2 separate regions of the Anas platyrhynchos genome follow, and region 1 is linked to region 2. The links are chromatin contacts, called in public Hi-C maps. All regions are on one chromosome and are shown on one strand. Each heading gives the region's core, a stretch centred on a gene start, on an enhancer-like site or on the middle of the called end of the contact. The rest is flanking DNA. Distances are from core to core; before and after follow the strand shown.

Region 1 (7,676 bases), core at 2,929-5,428, 120 kb before region 2:
ACTTTATATTGTAGTAAAAAAGACTACTTTATGAAATTTAGGATCAAACACCTCTGTGCTTAAAGGAGATGCAAGTCTTCTGTTGTTCTTGACAGACTCAAAAAGCCCTCCAGTATTAGAAGAATAGCTGTCAGGTTTTGTGACTTTTTTTTTTTTTGACTAAAAATGTGTAATTTTGAATAAAAATGTTTAATTCAAACCGTACATGTTTTCTTGCCCATGTGACTACCCTTAAGTACCTTTATCAAACAGAACAAATACAACTGGAGACCTAAAAGTAATATTGTGTTTAACATTTAAACATATAACTAATTTTTATGAATTTTCCTAGTGCTTTACTTCATATTTCTGGGATCTGAGACACTGAGACTCAGCTAGTCTATCTCATTTTTGCTTACTGCCACTTTCTAGTTAATGCTCTGTGTACAAAGGCATGTTATTCAAGTGTTCCTGTTGCAACTTAGAACTTTCTAACTCTTTATGTGGTTGGACTTGTGTTTTTGTATTCATATAAAAACTACTTGGGGCTGGAAGTTTGGCAAAACAATGTGAGGAAGCATCATGGAAGGATATGCTAACAACTAAGTAGTAGTCCAGACTTATGCTTATGAGCCTTGTGTGGGACAACCCAGATACCTGCAGCAGTGCAAATCTCTTCTGCGGATAAACTGCAATTTTGCACCCTGATTCAGCCAAGATTATGAACTACTGAGATGAGTGTAGCATTGCATTTGGTGCCTGGGACTTCACTACTGCACCACTTACACTTAGTTGTCCGTCAAAAGATCAGAAGGATGGTACATCCCTGCTCAAGTCATGTGGCTGTATACACCTTTTATAGTGATGAACTCCGAGGTCTGGGATTTTCTTGTAGTTCTCCATATAGAGCTCTTTTCCACTTAGGTTGCTCTGTTGAACTTTTGCTGTATATATTTTCCACAACACTTTTCCCCATAGAAACCAGGAATAATAACTTTTTTTTTAAAGCTGTGGAAAATATTTTAAATAATGCTAAGCTTCTGGTGCTTCTCCTCTCCAAGCTTAATCACAATAAATATTTAAAAGGGACAGAGAAGTTATTCAAAGAGCAGGCTGCATTTTCCATTACATTAAAAAAAAATTAAAATAGAAAATTGACGTTTTGGTACTTCTTTAAAGTGTTCTTGGCAGATCCATTTTTTGAGATAAAATTAAAACGAATGCAGTAAACCTTTCTTTTATTTTAAATAGAACTGTAAGCATAAATACAATTAATCTTGAAGGTGTGTCACTCTGGTCTTTTTATATGATGGCAAGAGTCCTGACACAGCACTACTAAAGGATAGCTGCTGTGACAAATTTAGAAGTAAGATAAAGGCTTGATATGCTTTAGCTTATATAATTTCCTCCTAGCATTGCCTATGTAGCTATATTAGTGTAAGACTCTGGTACACATAGGTTTAAAATAAGTCAAGTAATTTATCCATACTTTTTCAGCTGAAGATCCATGAGAGGTTTTGTGAAAAACAGCTGGTTCAGTGTCAACAGTTCAAACAAAACCTGTGTGTATATGTGAAACAATGGTGATTTCAGCTCTTTGCCTAAGGAATGGGAGAGACTGAGGGCTTGTATGCAGCTACCTGAGTTGGGCTAATGAGTAATAGTTCTTTAAAGGCCAGTTATTTGATTGCTAGTGTTCGTGGGCCATGAAGTACGTGTTGAGGGATGTCTATGGACTGGTCTGCAATGTGGGAGAGAGCTGTACTCAGCAGAGACTCCACATATTGCAAAACAGCTCGTTATATGAACAGTGTCCAAAGCACAGGTACCCTCTGCTGTGTGGAGAGTTAAATAATCCAAGACAATTAGAGTGGAAAGTGCTCAGCTGGGAGCTGTGGCAAATTAATCCACGGCTGCAATGGATTGTATTCACAAAGGTGAGTGCTATTTCATGAAAACGTTTTCCCACTCCCGCTATTCCTTCACCATTTCAATTCCTTCAGGTTGAGCCGGTCAAGCATGATGCAAGCCTGCAAACAGCACAGAAACTATCGCCAGCATGTTAATGGGCTTTGGCACTTAATTTTGCCTGCTGCGAGCCAGCAGCCAAAACTCGGCGGTTTCGTAAGATCTGCGCACTTTCCCCCCAGAGTCATCAGGTAATGTGGCTGGCGGCGCTGCGCTCTGCAGCCCTTCAGCCCTGATGGCTGCACACCCGCTCCCCGAGCAGGGACGGCAGCGAAAGACTGGGGCCTAGGCCAGGGCTGGGGCTGGGGTTGGGGCCAGGGGGCAGCGGCCCGCAGTGGGGGGCGTCCGGGGGCTTCTGAGCAGTGGCTACAGGCATTCGGGAGGCGGGCGTGGGAAACTGGATGGGAGGTTTTGGGCAAAGACACCTAAAAATCACCCCATTTTTCTCATTTAGTTACAAATCCGAACGCATCTTAAACCATTTTGCATTCCTTGTTATTTATTTATTTATCTGGCGAATCAAGAAGCCCAAACGCAAAAAAAAAAAAAATCATTCTGGATCAGAGCAGAATGTTTTCTGACGTTTTAGAGCTTTCCGCTCTCCTTAATCCTTCTAAACATTCATTTAGAAAGCATTTTAGCTAAAAATTAAAGCATTCAATTGGAAAATAGAAAATGAAACATTCTGGTAGCTGCTACATTTATTTTCATTTACTGTACCCTTTTTTTCCTTCCTTTTAAAACAGTTTGATGGAAATGGGTGAATCAAATTTTCATGTTTTAATTAAGAAAATCTTTCCATTACTTTTTTCCCCTTGTCAGAAATCACATTTTTTATTTTTTTTTCCAAAACGCCACATGATGGGTTAAAGATTTTATTTTGTATCATCTTTAATGAAACATAGATATATAACAGAACTCAGATCCTTTCCCCTCAAAGTTACTTTTTCCTGAAACACTAAATATTAATATGTTTGAGGGAAGGAAAAAAAAAAAAAAAAGGCAAGTAAAACATTTCAAGCGCTGTGGAGGATGGTCAAGGACTGTCTCAGTCGCTCAGTGTAATGGTGTGTTGATGTTTCAAGTCAGTGCGATATATCAAAAGGCAGTACTCTTTTTTAGATCTGAGGGTCCCACTTTTTTTTTTCCCTATAGTCATAAGGTAAAAAAATAAAAAATATATAAATCTCAGAAAAAGGAAAAGGCTGGATTTGCCAAGATTTTAATGATTCTGGCAATATTTGGCCCCAAGCATTCCCCTGCATATTCAGATCACAGTTTTCTGTAATCCCTTTCATAGCATGAAAACACATTTGACCACAATCCATTTGAGACCATCTGTTCCCCGCTGATCTCAGTGCAACCCCTGGATTCTGCTAAGTCTGAGCAAACTTTGTACCAGAGGCCTCTAGCTCTGGTACCCAACCCCAGAACCGCTGTGCTTGTAAATGCTCTGAGTATTTATGCCAAACCCCAGGTCTAGCCCTAAGAACTTTGCCGTTTTTGGCCTCAAGGTGTATGGCTTGATAAAATGAAGCTATCATGACAGAAAAATCTGAACCTTGGCATATCTTGCTTCAATGGCACTGAAAGAAAATAGGCAACAAACCAGCCTTTAGGCTCTCGAGGACCTCTTTAACTTTAAATAAAGAAACATACGCAATGTAGCAACTTCCAGGGCTGCCAAAAAAATATTATCCCTTATAAATAAGGGCAATTGTATGGAAAATTATATCCCTGGAATAAACATAAAATTTACTTCGAATTTTATTTCAAGATTATTTGTTTTCCATCTATTTCAAAAGAAAAGCTATCCAGTGCTTTAAGTGATAAAAAAGTGGAATTTCTTCTATATGTTAAGTGGGAGAGTCTGGAGGGATCTAGGTTAAAGTAAAATATCTGAGTAGACTTATGCTTTCTCTTTTGCTCAAGATGATGGACAATGTACAAAATTATGTTGTCAAATTCAAATTAACCAAGCTTAATTCAAAGGAATTCAAAAACTGAAGCTCCCATGTCTGCCAAAAGTTAGACTACCTTGTCCAAATCAATTATTTCAGGATAACCATCTGATAATAGCCTGCGCATTGCAATGCAGCCTCTTGGATTCTTACCACTCCAGCGAGTAAGAATGAAAATAAAAGCAAGCAGAAGAAATCCCAGGGGACTGTAGCTTCAGGCGGCGAAAAATTGGTGCTTCTTGCTTGCCTGTCTCTTCCCAGTTTCCTGCCCCCTTCGGCGTGTGAGAAAGACAAGCAGAGTTTGTGCGCTTTGGAAACTCGATAGGAGGCAGCAGCTGATCTTCCCATCACCAGCCTAAAAATAATCCACTCCAGGGCTTGGAGCTGCTTCACTAAGTGGAGGAAAATCCTGCCACCGGGATGATATTGATCACATAGCACAACCGAGTGAAAATTTGGGTTGGTATTTTGTTTTTGTGTTTGCAAAGGTAAGCTACAAAGTTTGCTCTAACATTCAGCAAGCAAGCGGGGCATGCAGTGCCCCCCCCCACCCCGTCATCCCCCACTAACCGTCTCCTCCTCCTTCCCTTTATATCTGTGGGACAGGGCTGCTCCTTGTTCTTTCCTGGGATTACAACTCAGATCTGTTTTCCTTTTCCTTTTCCATTCTCAGGCATTCTCAGGCTTTACAGTCCCCTACCGCTGATGTTTTCTTTGCTGCTGTGCACAGGGTTATGTTTCTTTTTTTAAACCGTCCTGTCTTAGCATGTGGAGTCATAGGTTTTGCAGCAGGCAGCGTAGCACGCCGATGGTTGAAATTGCATTGTGTTAAGGAGCTTACCAAAAAAGAAAAAGCAATGTCTTAGATGTGTGAGAGCACTGCAGATGTTTGTGTGAAATGCTTTTCAGCGTCAGTATTGTGTTTAGCAGCCTTGGTGTTGTGATTTTCTCTGTGTTTGGGGCCTGATCCAAAACCCACTGAAGTCAATGAGATACTTTGCTTTGACTTCAGTGCAGTTTGGATCGGGCTGCTGGTATACACCAGTTAGTGATGAGAATGCTGACAAGTATCAGAAATTCATCACCTTAAGGCCCAAGGTAACTGGGACAGTGCTTAGCAAGGAAGCAGGGTATATCTAGGGTAGCTGGTCAAAGCCGAAATAGAAATGGAGAAGTTTGGTACAGGATCATTTGGGGTAAAAGAGATTTTAAGTGGGCAGCACTTTTTTGCCATTGACTTAGCAGAACTCTTTGCAAATAATGCATATCTATGGATTGCAGATTCCATTATATCAGGTGCTTTTAGGGAGGTAAGAAAAAAGAATTAATAGGTTTATACCTGGAAAGGAAAATGATTCAGAGCACTAACTGAAAATCCATGGCAAGTTAGGCCTTCCATACTGCTTATCCAACCTAAAAATAATTTGATCTTTTTTAAATTTTCTCTGTGAATTTCAGGAAAGAAGGAAAAAAAATCTTGCTTTTGTAATGACTCCATTACTGAGAAGTTAAAAACCAACTACTTTCATAAAACTCGCAGCATTTTCTCCATCCTGCATCTGTATGTGTACACATATGCATATATATATATATGTATACATGTATACATGTGTACTTGTATATATGCATATATGGGCATATAATGCAAATTCTAAGACCAAAAAAATATGAACTGAGACCCAAGTATGCTCTGTAAGCTGATGTATTTTAATCAGGAAGTGCAGCTATTGATTTTATTTTATTTTTTTAGGCAACTGAACTGCTGAAATAAATACTTTTTTAAAGTTCCATATTTCCCCCAAGCAAGGTCCACCTGAGAACTGTATTTATGCTGTTTCCTTTACAGTCATATCTTGCAGAGCGTGCAGAACAGTGATAATCCAGGTAAGATAAAACTCTTGAATATGAAGATTTTTAAGCCCAATTTTAAAGTCTTATTTTAAAGATAATTAAAATGTATTTATCTTATTTTATTTATTTATTTATTTACCTATTTATTTATTTATCTTATTTTAAATATAATTAAAATAAATTTTAAAGATAATTAAAATGTCTGTAACTCAAATTCTTAACAGTTTTGCACTCAGTGAGGCTATTCTTATTGTTTTTATGGAAATTTACATTATCTGCCATTTTCCCATTTTATTCTTTTCTATACCTTATGTAAATTATCTCAGGAATTGACTCTATGCATTAAGGATCCCAATTTCAATTTGTTAAAATGAGATTTGTAAGTGTTTAGGTTAAATATTACATCACATTCATGCTTAATTTGTTGTCCTTTTACTTTTTTCTTCCCAAAATGCTTTTCTTATTCACAATGAGTATACATGTATGTTCCTAAACTCTTTTGTACTGATTTCTGTTTATTATATTATGACAATGTCTGTACATCTTAACTCAGAGCCAGAAAGTCTCAGTTTGCCAGTGATGGAGATTTTTTGATGAAAATTTAAATGCTTAAAGGGCATAAACTTTTTTAGCTATTTCATTGCAGGGTGAGCTGCTGTTAGTTCACATCCTCATTAAAGTAAACCAACAAGGAATCAGATTGCCAAATGATGTCAAGGAGAGATGAAACTGTCCACTGGCACCATCATGGACTCATCCTCCTGACTGCTCTTTTCATTCCTCTACTCTGTGAAGTTCTGCTCATTGCTTTAGCTTGCAGCAGACTGTTTGCAAAGGGAGAAAGAAAAAGCACCACTGAAAATCTGTAACTAGTTCTACTGTTTGCAAAGACTGAAGTTAAACTGAACAATTTGTCATTAATTTTGAAGCACAAAGGCCTCTCATTGTACAAGTGATAAAACAAAAAATTACCAGGTATTTGGCAGCCTTACTGGGGCTGAATGTAGCTGCTACCCTCAAATAGTATGCACTTGTTATCCGAAGATCTTTATCACATTACTGCATTTCTCCTGACTGAAATGCTAGGTTAAGCCTAGCGTGCTTGCCAATGTTATTATAAAGTATAGCATTCCTACTATAATTATTAGTAAAGCAAATATATAATGATATCCTCACTTTGGTGCAATCAGCCCTGCATAGCTTGGTGGCCTACTGTATTCAGCAGAAAGAGGAATTATCTCTGGGAAAGCCATTTTTGTAATAGCCATAATACTGTTTTCTGAAATGAGTGTTAGGATCTCAACAGGCATCCTGAAAGGCTACTGCTACTTGATGAGAAATAGTGGTCAATAACTTCAGATGTCCAAAAAATTTCAAAACAACTTGTTACCCTTTCATCTGTCCTCTCCTGAATATTTATGTCTAGGTTATGCATTCTGTTGTTTTGTAGTGGCAGTTGGACTGCTCCTGTTTATTGCAGTCATTTCTGTACACTATACAAAGCCATCTGCCTGTAAATAAGCCTTCAGCTACAAACACTACAAACTGAGTAAGAACTTAGAAAAAAGGTCTTGATAATTCATGTGAGAAAAAGAGGTATGTGTGCTTTCCAGAGGCTGTCCCTTCCTTTGGGACACATAGGTAAAGATTTGCTAAGAAACCAGTGGACATTTCCCTGCTGTGCTATTCCCCATGACTCATAGGTCCTTGAGTTTGTCCTAAATGAGCTAACATTGAAATTGAAGTATGGCAGCTGCAACAACTCAACACTGGTCTCGTCTCAGGCTTGCAGCGAGCAGAGCTTCTTGTCTTGGAAAGAGTACCGTGGTAATAGAACACTGTTAACTCTGAGACTGAGTTAATATTTTTGTGGTTCCCCATTGGACCTTGTAGAGTACAGCAAAGCAGGCAGCTGCC
Region 2 (7,853 bases), core at 4,173-6,672:
GAAGAAAAAAGAGACAAAAATCCCCAGCCAATAGTCCTTATATCAGGAAATTAAAGCTGGATCTATTGACCATGCACAAGCCAGTTATACTGTTGGATCTGAGTCCCAGAGTACGTTTCTTAAAGGTGTCTCATGGTCAGACTGAGTCTCTTAAATCAAGGTAATGAAATAACACAGCATTAGAGCTTCCCTGTATTTAAAGGTATTTAGACTTGAACTCTATAAATTCAGCTTCTTGCCACATCTCCCTTTCTCTTTCTGGTTGCCCAATAAAGCTTCAAGTCTTTTATGGGTTTTGCTGTGTACCACATGTATGAAGAAAAATGATTCACTGCACTCTAAAGCTACTGGCTGAAGTGATCAAGCTGTAAATTTGGCTTAGTTCAATATGTCATCAAAGTATGAAATTAAATAAATTTTCTGTTTCTTTTTAAGATGCTTATAGAAATAATGCAGAACTTTGCCTTAACAAGGACAGTTTAAATGCAACATGCCTGTAGTTTGCTGTTTGGATCACTTGTCATTCTAAACCAGGTCCTCCAGTTACTTTGTTTTAGATGAAAAGCAGAGAACTTTTAAAAAATGGGTGAAAAGAAGGAAGAATCAGGATGAGAATAAAGCAACTTCTTAGTATCTGCCCTAAGCTTGATCAGTGAAAATCTGGGTTATTTTTTATGACTATCCACATTCCTGGTACAGGAGGTATGAAGTCACTTGGTAATAGGGGCTCAATCTGATTCCAACAGAAATAAAATGAGAGGAATGATTTCTCATATGTATTGCCCTAGAAATAGCCAACACCATGTGAAAGGTTCTACTTTGTTATGAAACACTGCACTAGCACAATCATTTGGCCACAGTTTGTTTAAAGAGCTGTGCAGACGGAGAACTTAAAAAAAAACATGGCTTTACATCTATTTGGGATGGAGGGACAGTTTTTTCCAAACAACGAAAAAGATAACGTTGCTAAGTGCAGTTTCAAAAATTGACTTGCTTTTTAAATACATCCAGGTTAAGAAAGAAAGAGAGAGAGAAAGAGTGAAAGAGAGAGCAAAAGAAAGAGAGAAAGAGAAAAAAAAAAGAGAGAGAAAGAGAGATAGAAGGAAGGAAGGAAAAAAGAGAGAGAAAGAAAGAAAGAGAAAGAGAGAGTAAGGAAGGAAGGTTTAATAATTTAGAAACCAACAGTAGTCACAAGCTAATATTTCAAAAGCAATTCATGTGCCAACTTCATTTCATATACACACACAAATGTAGTATTATTACAGGATGTACCGAGTTACAGGAGTGTCTCTGAAAATGGGATCTGCTGAGTACGTGGTGGATGGGGCCAAGGGAGGAGGCACTCTGAGCTGTCCTGACGGACCAGCTCTTGTATGTCCTATAATCCCAGGAAAACAGAAGTTGGAGGGGGAAAAAACACTCAGTCAAAACCGATGGCATTGGTGGGACAGATATTCGTGGACAGTCTGCAATGGAGCAGCCCAGGGTAGGAGAGAAACTTGCTTAAAGAAATGATCATTCAGCCTGATAATGAGAGGTTGTTGTGGCATGTTTCAACTGCCTCATTCATATCCTATAAAAAGGACTAAGACTGCATAGCCGAGTCGATTTCTTCTGCCTTGTAAATGCAGATTTCCTTATGAAGAAAAAAACCCTCAGTTTATCCTAAACTGTGCAAGGGCACAGTATCTGCACGTCTCATAGACACAGGGTGCTGAGCTGGTTCAACTGGCAAGCCATACACAATGTAAGAGTCTGTTATCCATGCCTCCTGCACCAAATAAAACCCAGCACAGCTTGATGTGGGGCTTCGAGAATATTTTCACATTGCTCAAGTCGTGTTCCACAATGAAAAAAGACTGGAAAGTCTATTCTTCTGGTTGAGAAGCAGAAAACATAACAGAGGATCTGTTAAACATAACTCCTTATAAAAGCTTAGAGTTTAGAATAAAGTATGCAAAATTTCACTCAATCAGAAAGGCATTATCTCTACCATTTCACAAAACAGCTATTTTGTTACATACATCAAACAAAAATAAGGACATAAAAAGAGACTTCTTGACATGATCAGAGTTTGTAATAATAATCTAGATTATTGGTATCTTTGAGAGATGAGATTCCAAAGAGAAACATGCTCTGAGCTGCTGAACTAGTGACACCTCCTTTTATACAGATTTTCTATTTTCAGTTGTCTAGCTTTGGTTCCCAATGATGTAAAAATTCCAAGTGATATTGCGCATAACTGAGCATTTATTTATAAAGACACTCTCTTACACAGATTCTCTAATGACTAATAAGATGTAGTTTTACACTACAAGCTTTTCTCTCTCTTCTACTTCCACATTCATTGTGGTTGATGGTAGCCAAAGTATTTAAAGATTACTAACGAGAGAGGAGGAACACATAAACACATTGGGTGCATACACTTTGTTTCCAAGTGTAACATAATTTCAGGGCATGAAGAACAATAAAATTTGGACTATATTAGGGTCTGGGAAGAATGGCAATATAAACGATAACAATCGGTCTTATCTTTGCAAAGATCCAGTTGTCTTGGTCTAAGGTAACACAAAAAAAAAAAAAGTACAAGCTACAAGTAATAGATACAATATACCTAGGAAGAGGTGAATGTGTCAGACCATAGTAAGGCAGAGGGTTTCTTTAGCCTGTTTCCCCAAGCCTAGAAAGAAAGAATACGGATAGTGACAAGGTGGATGAATGTTTGAACCTAATCCCCCTGCCTGTGTCTCCAGTATACAAGCGTGAATACCATGGCTATTGAGGCAGTTTTCTTCTGCAGGTAATCACATTCAAGCATCCATCTCAGTTTTATTTCTCAATTGAATGTGTGTTTCTTTAATGGTAACTGTTGTCCTGACTCTCTCTGTCAGATTAAGGATCACTTTAATGTAATGTTTGGCTATTTTTCTCTAGGAAGTTACTTGTACATGTTGTAAAGTCACACACCAATTAAATGAACAGATTAAGTTTTCTTTAGGGTTCCCATTTTTTTAGCACTGCATCAGCTTCGGTGTCATTTGTTTAATTTACCCCAATTTTTCAGCTTTCTTTTTAAAGGGCAAACAGTACAAATCTCTTATTCCCATGCTGGGCTCCCAACTGTCACATATCAATACAATCATCTCACTGCTACTTACTGTACCCATACTCACACACCTATGGGTAATGATTGCCCTTTTACCATGGTATCAAATGGCATTCAGGCTTGGTCCCAACTCACCTCAGGGTTTGGTAAGGGCTTGCATTGTCTCTTCAATCTGCTTTTCTGTTTATTCTTTTATGACATAAATTTTGGTGTAGCTTTAGCATTCACGAGTTTTGAGTAAGACACAAGGATGCCATGTAAGAATATAAGGGCAGACACAGTTGGAAAGACCAAATGTTCCCCTTACATGGCATAGTCTCTTGAGGTTAGTTATTAAATGTGATAGCTCCTCTTAATGGCTTAATATGGCAGTTGCTCACTATGATGACTCGCAATTTAATGGCTTTATTCAGCTAGAAGATGGATCCATACTCTTTGCATATTTATTACCCAGTAGTACACTGGCCGTTTTCCACAGAAATTCCCCAAAGTGGCCAATAAAGCATTACAAGAGCAGATGGTGGCACCCTCCCCCAGGAACCTCTCCCAGCATCTGCATTATGCTGCCAACAGCATTCTGAGGCAGAGCTATGGTCTCACAACAAACAACCCTTGTGGATTTTTGTTCCCTGAAGATGTAAGGTCATTTTTTGAATATGTGTATACATTGATAGCACCCAGCAGCTGCTGCACCAAAGAATGACAGATTAAATGTATTTGGGGTGAAGGATCACATCTTTATATATGTTTTGTACCTTTTCTGGCAGTTTGAAGTGATTCCCATTAGCTTGCATTACAGAGACAGTGAGGAACAGTTTCTTACACATCTTCCCCAGGCAGCATGTATCTTCTAAATGTCTGTCACAAGCTCCTTCTTGTGTCATCAGGGGTCCTACCTAATTTAGTCCTTCCACTTTATTCATCATCCTTGTTGTGTTCCTGACACTTTCTGTTCTACCATGCCTTTTCTGAAGGGAGAGAAATGTATACAGCACTCAGGATACGCCATGGACCCATTATCAGTTATTTGAGTGGCAGCTGTCTGTGTTAATTAACACTAATTTCAAGCTCTCTTTTATCTTTAAAAACTCAAGTTCAGTTTCAGATTCCCTGTAAATCAATGACACATTTGGGGTTTTCAAACCCTTTCTACTTGCCTACCAACTTTGTTACACACTCCATGTGTAACTCCAAGAGTTAAAGCCTGGATCTGCAAATTTGGAATAAGATCTACAGAGATGAGATAATTAAGACACAATTTTTACTTCACACTTGCTAATTGGAGGCAAGGCAAAACTACACTTGGTGGTTTCAGCTGAGTGATCTGCTTTCTGCAGGATTTGTCCAGCAGCACAATGAGCTGGGGTGAGTGGCTAATGCAGTGGCAGAAAGGGGGACTTTTCTGGCTGGTTTATCAGGCAGTAAACCATGAGAAGCCCCACAACAGCCACAGCAGAGCAGAATCAGCATGGGCAAGCTGGCACCAGCCCTGCTGCACAGTCTGACTTCACCGCTAAGGAGGCTTTGGGTCTCCAAGGGACGTAGGGACTCTGCTGAGGGGTCGCAGGCTGCCCGGCCATAGCCAGGTGCTGTGTCCGAGTAACTGCTTGTCTCTAGCAGATTTGCAGCACAGGGATGGCCCTACACTGTTGTTGAACCCACAAACACTCTGGCAGATTGTAGAGCTGCTGTTGTTGAGCAGAACTCTAATTAACATGGCAAATGCAATGACAAATGATAAAGCTTCACTGTCCTCTGGCTTATTTGCTACTAGCTGTGTTGTAAATGCTCTAGGAAACCAATGTTTAATGCTGCCATCAGCTAATAAAATGGCTTTTTCAGTGGCATTTATGGGAAGGTCTTGTTTTCTTTGTGTATCCTTGCTTTGACGTTATTGGGAGAACTTTTGTGGCAGATATTTACACTCAACTGAATTCCTGTGGCATCCTCCAAATGTGTTTGACAAAGGGTTGGGGCCCAGTCTGCCAGAAGATGAAAGAGCATTTTGCACAGCACCTTATCAATTTGTTGTGCTGACTGAGTAGCCTGATGACTTTTCCATGGCTGGGAAGGCTGGCTAACCCTCCCGGAATCATTAATCTCAGGACAGCTTGAACTAAAGGGCTGCTTCAGAGGTTTCTGTAAAAATAGAGCACGAAGAATGCATCTGAGAGGAGAGACTGTGTTGCTTTTTTTGCAGCTTCTTGACCTCTTCTGTGTGGATTTTATACAAATGGGAAGGATTAGATGTAATGTCCTGGTGCCTCAGTGCAACACGGTGACCAACTTGCACAGCTGTTCTTAGTCATGTCTCCAAACACATTGCAACTCGGGCTGTGCTGTCGAGCACATGAAATAAGGGCCTGACTCACTGCTACTTCAATTTGTTTTTGAAGTTTGGTTCCACTGCAACCAGACTGGAGAAAAAAAAAAAATGGAGGAAAAGAGCAGGAGGAGGTCACCTAATAAAACTTATATTTCCCTAGCATTAACTTTTGTTTAGTTGGTGATAAATTGTGGTGACAGGACACCTGGGTCAAATAAACAACACAGTAATCATTGCACATACAGTAATATGAGATTCATGTTATTAAGATGTCTGAATGCTAATACAACATGTTCTATGATTAAAAAAAAAAAAAAAAAAAGGTGGGGGGGGGGAGGAATGCCTGGGGCATGGAACAATTTGACTCAAAAGCTTTGAGTTTGACATAAGCAAATTTTTTGGAAAAAAAAAAATCTCATTTTAAAAATTGTATTCAGTGTATAAGGCTATTTCTTTTGTCAGATATTTTACCTGATACCATAATAGAATATAGCTTTTATTCTGTGGGAGAAGTGCATTCACTTTACCAGCTGAATCTCAAAATGCATTATAAATGTAAGAACTAGAGTGGTAGTTGTGTATTAGGATTCCAGAACATGGAAGTGGTTCTATAAGTAGGATTCGTTATGTAAAAACGATAATCAAGTAACTCTTCTTTGCAGATTACAATTAAACATATCTCAGTGTAATGCCCTTTATTTTCCTGCTACAACATCAAATTCATTAAATAAAATGATCATGTAAGTACTTACACCACTGAAGTGCTTATACCAGCAGATATATATGCTAATCTAGATGCAGAAGGAATTGAACTTTTACATCCTAGTGTAAGTTTTTTGTACATTATAAACTCAGTTACACTGTGTACAAACATGTACCTAGGCAAGGACTTTGCTGCAAGGGTGAAGGAAATAAATCTGCAGTGCAATGTTTGGACAGTGGTCCAATGAACACAGAATCATTTTCTTGATTGGATGAAAATTCTATTTGAGCAACTTTAACTACTGAAGAATAAAAGAACAAGGGATTGCCCAAAAACACATTTGAACAATAATTAGTTTAAATTTGGTTCCACTGTAACCAAATCAATGCCTAGCAGCAGTCATATGGCCCAAAGCTGCAGACAAAGACATACACAAGCAAAGAGTAAGAGAAATTCCCACCTTATCCTTCATTTAATAAATAAATTCATTGAGAAAAAAAGAAAAAGCTTGTTTGTTTGTTTGTTTATTTTCAGGCTTTAAATCATACACCATGCAAAGTTGATGCACTGTGGATCTTACAGCACAGAAACCCACTATTAATGCAAATGTGGTTTACTAGTTGCAGAAGTGGGAATTTAATGATGGATCCAAATATTACAGCATATAAATACAGAAGGCATTTAAAAGCAAATCTATAGAGAATAAGGAAAATAAGTCCCTCCCTTTGCACTCAGTGACTCCATAATTAGCATTATCAACTTTATCTCTAGTTTTTACAATCGTGCTGCCTTTAGCTCCAATTCTGGGGGAGCCCATGTTCTTTCCCACTGTTGAACTATGAGCCTGTGGTTTCCATTTGACATCTGACGTTTGCTGGGTATTTCATCATAATCTAAAAAACTTTTCACTCAGAGTCATGAACAGGAAAAAAAAAAATCATCAAACTTAGATATATATATATACATCAAGAAATTGCGTTGTTACTACCACCTAGTGGTGGCCGTAACAAATTTGCAGAGAGCACTTTTATTGTACACACAAAAAAATACTTCATAAAAAGGCTATGTGCACATGATTTATTTAATGTTATTTCACTTATCTTATTTTTTCCATTTAAGCTACTCCTAACTTGTTCTTAATACTGAAAATTCCTCAGTAAATAATGGGCAAGCATCTTCTGAACAATTTGAAGTGGAAGTTAACAAATTGACAGATGCCCAAGATTCCCCAGCTCTCAGCACCTATTTTAATGCTTGTGCTTTCATGGTGGTGTAAAGCAGGCAGTGCACCCTTAATGAAATGGATCAGGTCTCAAAGACTGAGAGCTGGATCATTCATAAGCCCCAGCAAACAACAATCTTTTCCTCTATTTGGAGGAAACTGGCCACTGTCATGACTCTTCTAGAAACTGTCCTGACCTCATTTACCATCAGCCTCCTCCCAATATTTCCAGTAACTCCTCGGACAGCTTCAGCCTATCTGCCAGACTGGGATGCAGTGGAACTCCAGAAAAAGAGTAAAAGACCAGTGAATAGGTTTGTAGGAAATGTTTATTTGTTGGTTTTCCAACAGCCTCCTTTCCAGGCAGATGGTCAGTCTATACTTTCCTCACACAGTTTCTAACACAGTGCAATGAATAACACAGGGAGGTAGAGCTGCAAACAGCTTCACTGAAGGTTAATGGGAATTTTGAGAAAAAGGTATAACAAATAACAAA

Evidence for each region. Hi-C and Micro-C count contacts between places; a contact is called where the count stands out from the background.
Region 1: a Hi-C map of subcutaneous adipose tissue shows a contact between it and region 2, with 2.7 times the contacts expected there. The contact joins the promoter of ABCC9 here to the enhancer-like site in region 2. A contact is called at or near these places in 3 of 8 Hi-C or Micro-C datasets (liver, skeletal muscle and subcutaneous adipose tissue).

Annotation. Positions count from the first base shown.
Region 1 is chr1:76,094,710-76,102,385 of IASCAAS_PekinDuck_T2T, reverse strand. It overlaps ABCC9 (ATP binding cassette subfamily C member 9), which reads left to right and starts at 4,178. Exons shown (of 39, transcript XM_072042230.1): 1 at 4,178-4,396; 2 at 5,755-5,792.
Region 2 is chr1:75,977,345-75,985,197 of IASCAAS_PekinDuck_T2T, reverse strand. The region is part of intron 1 of LOC119713440 (a long non-coding RNA gene); the gene reads left to right. The region is part of intron 3 of LOC119713439 (a long non-coding RNA gene); the gene reads right to left. Among named protein-coding and RNA genes, the nearest start is that of KCNJ8, 30 kb to the left of the region's middle. Within about 2 kb of position 5,422, at least 3 of the 8 cell types and tissues checked have an H3K27ac peak or open chromatin away from gene starts, as enhancers often do.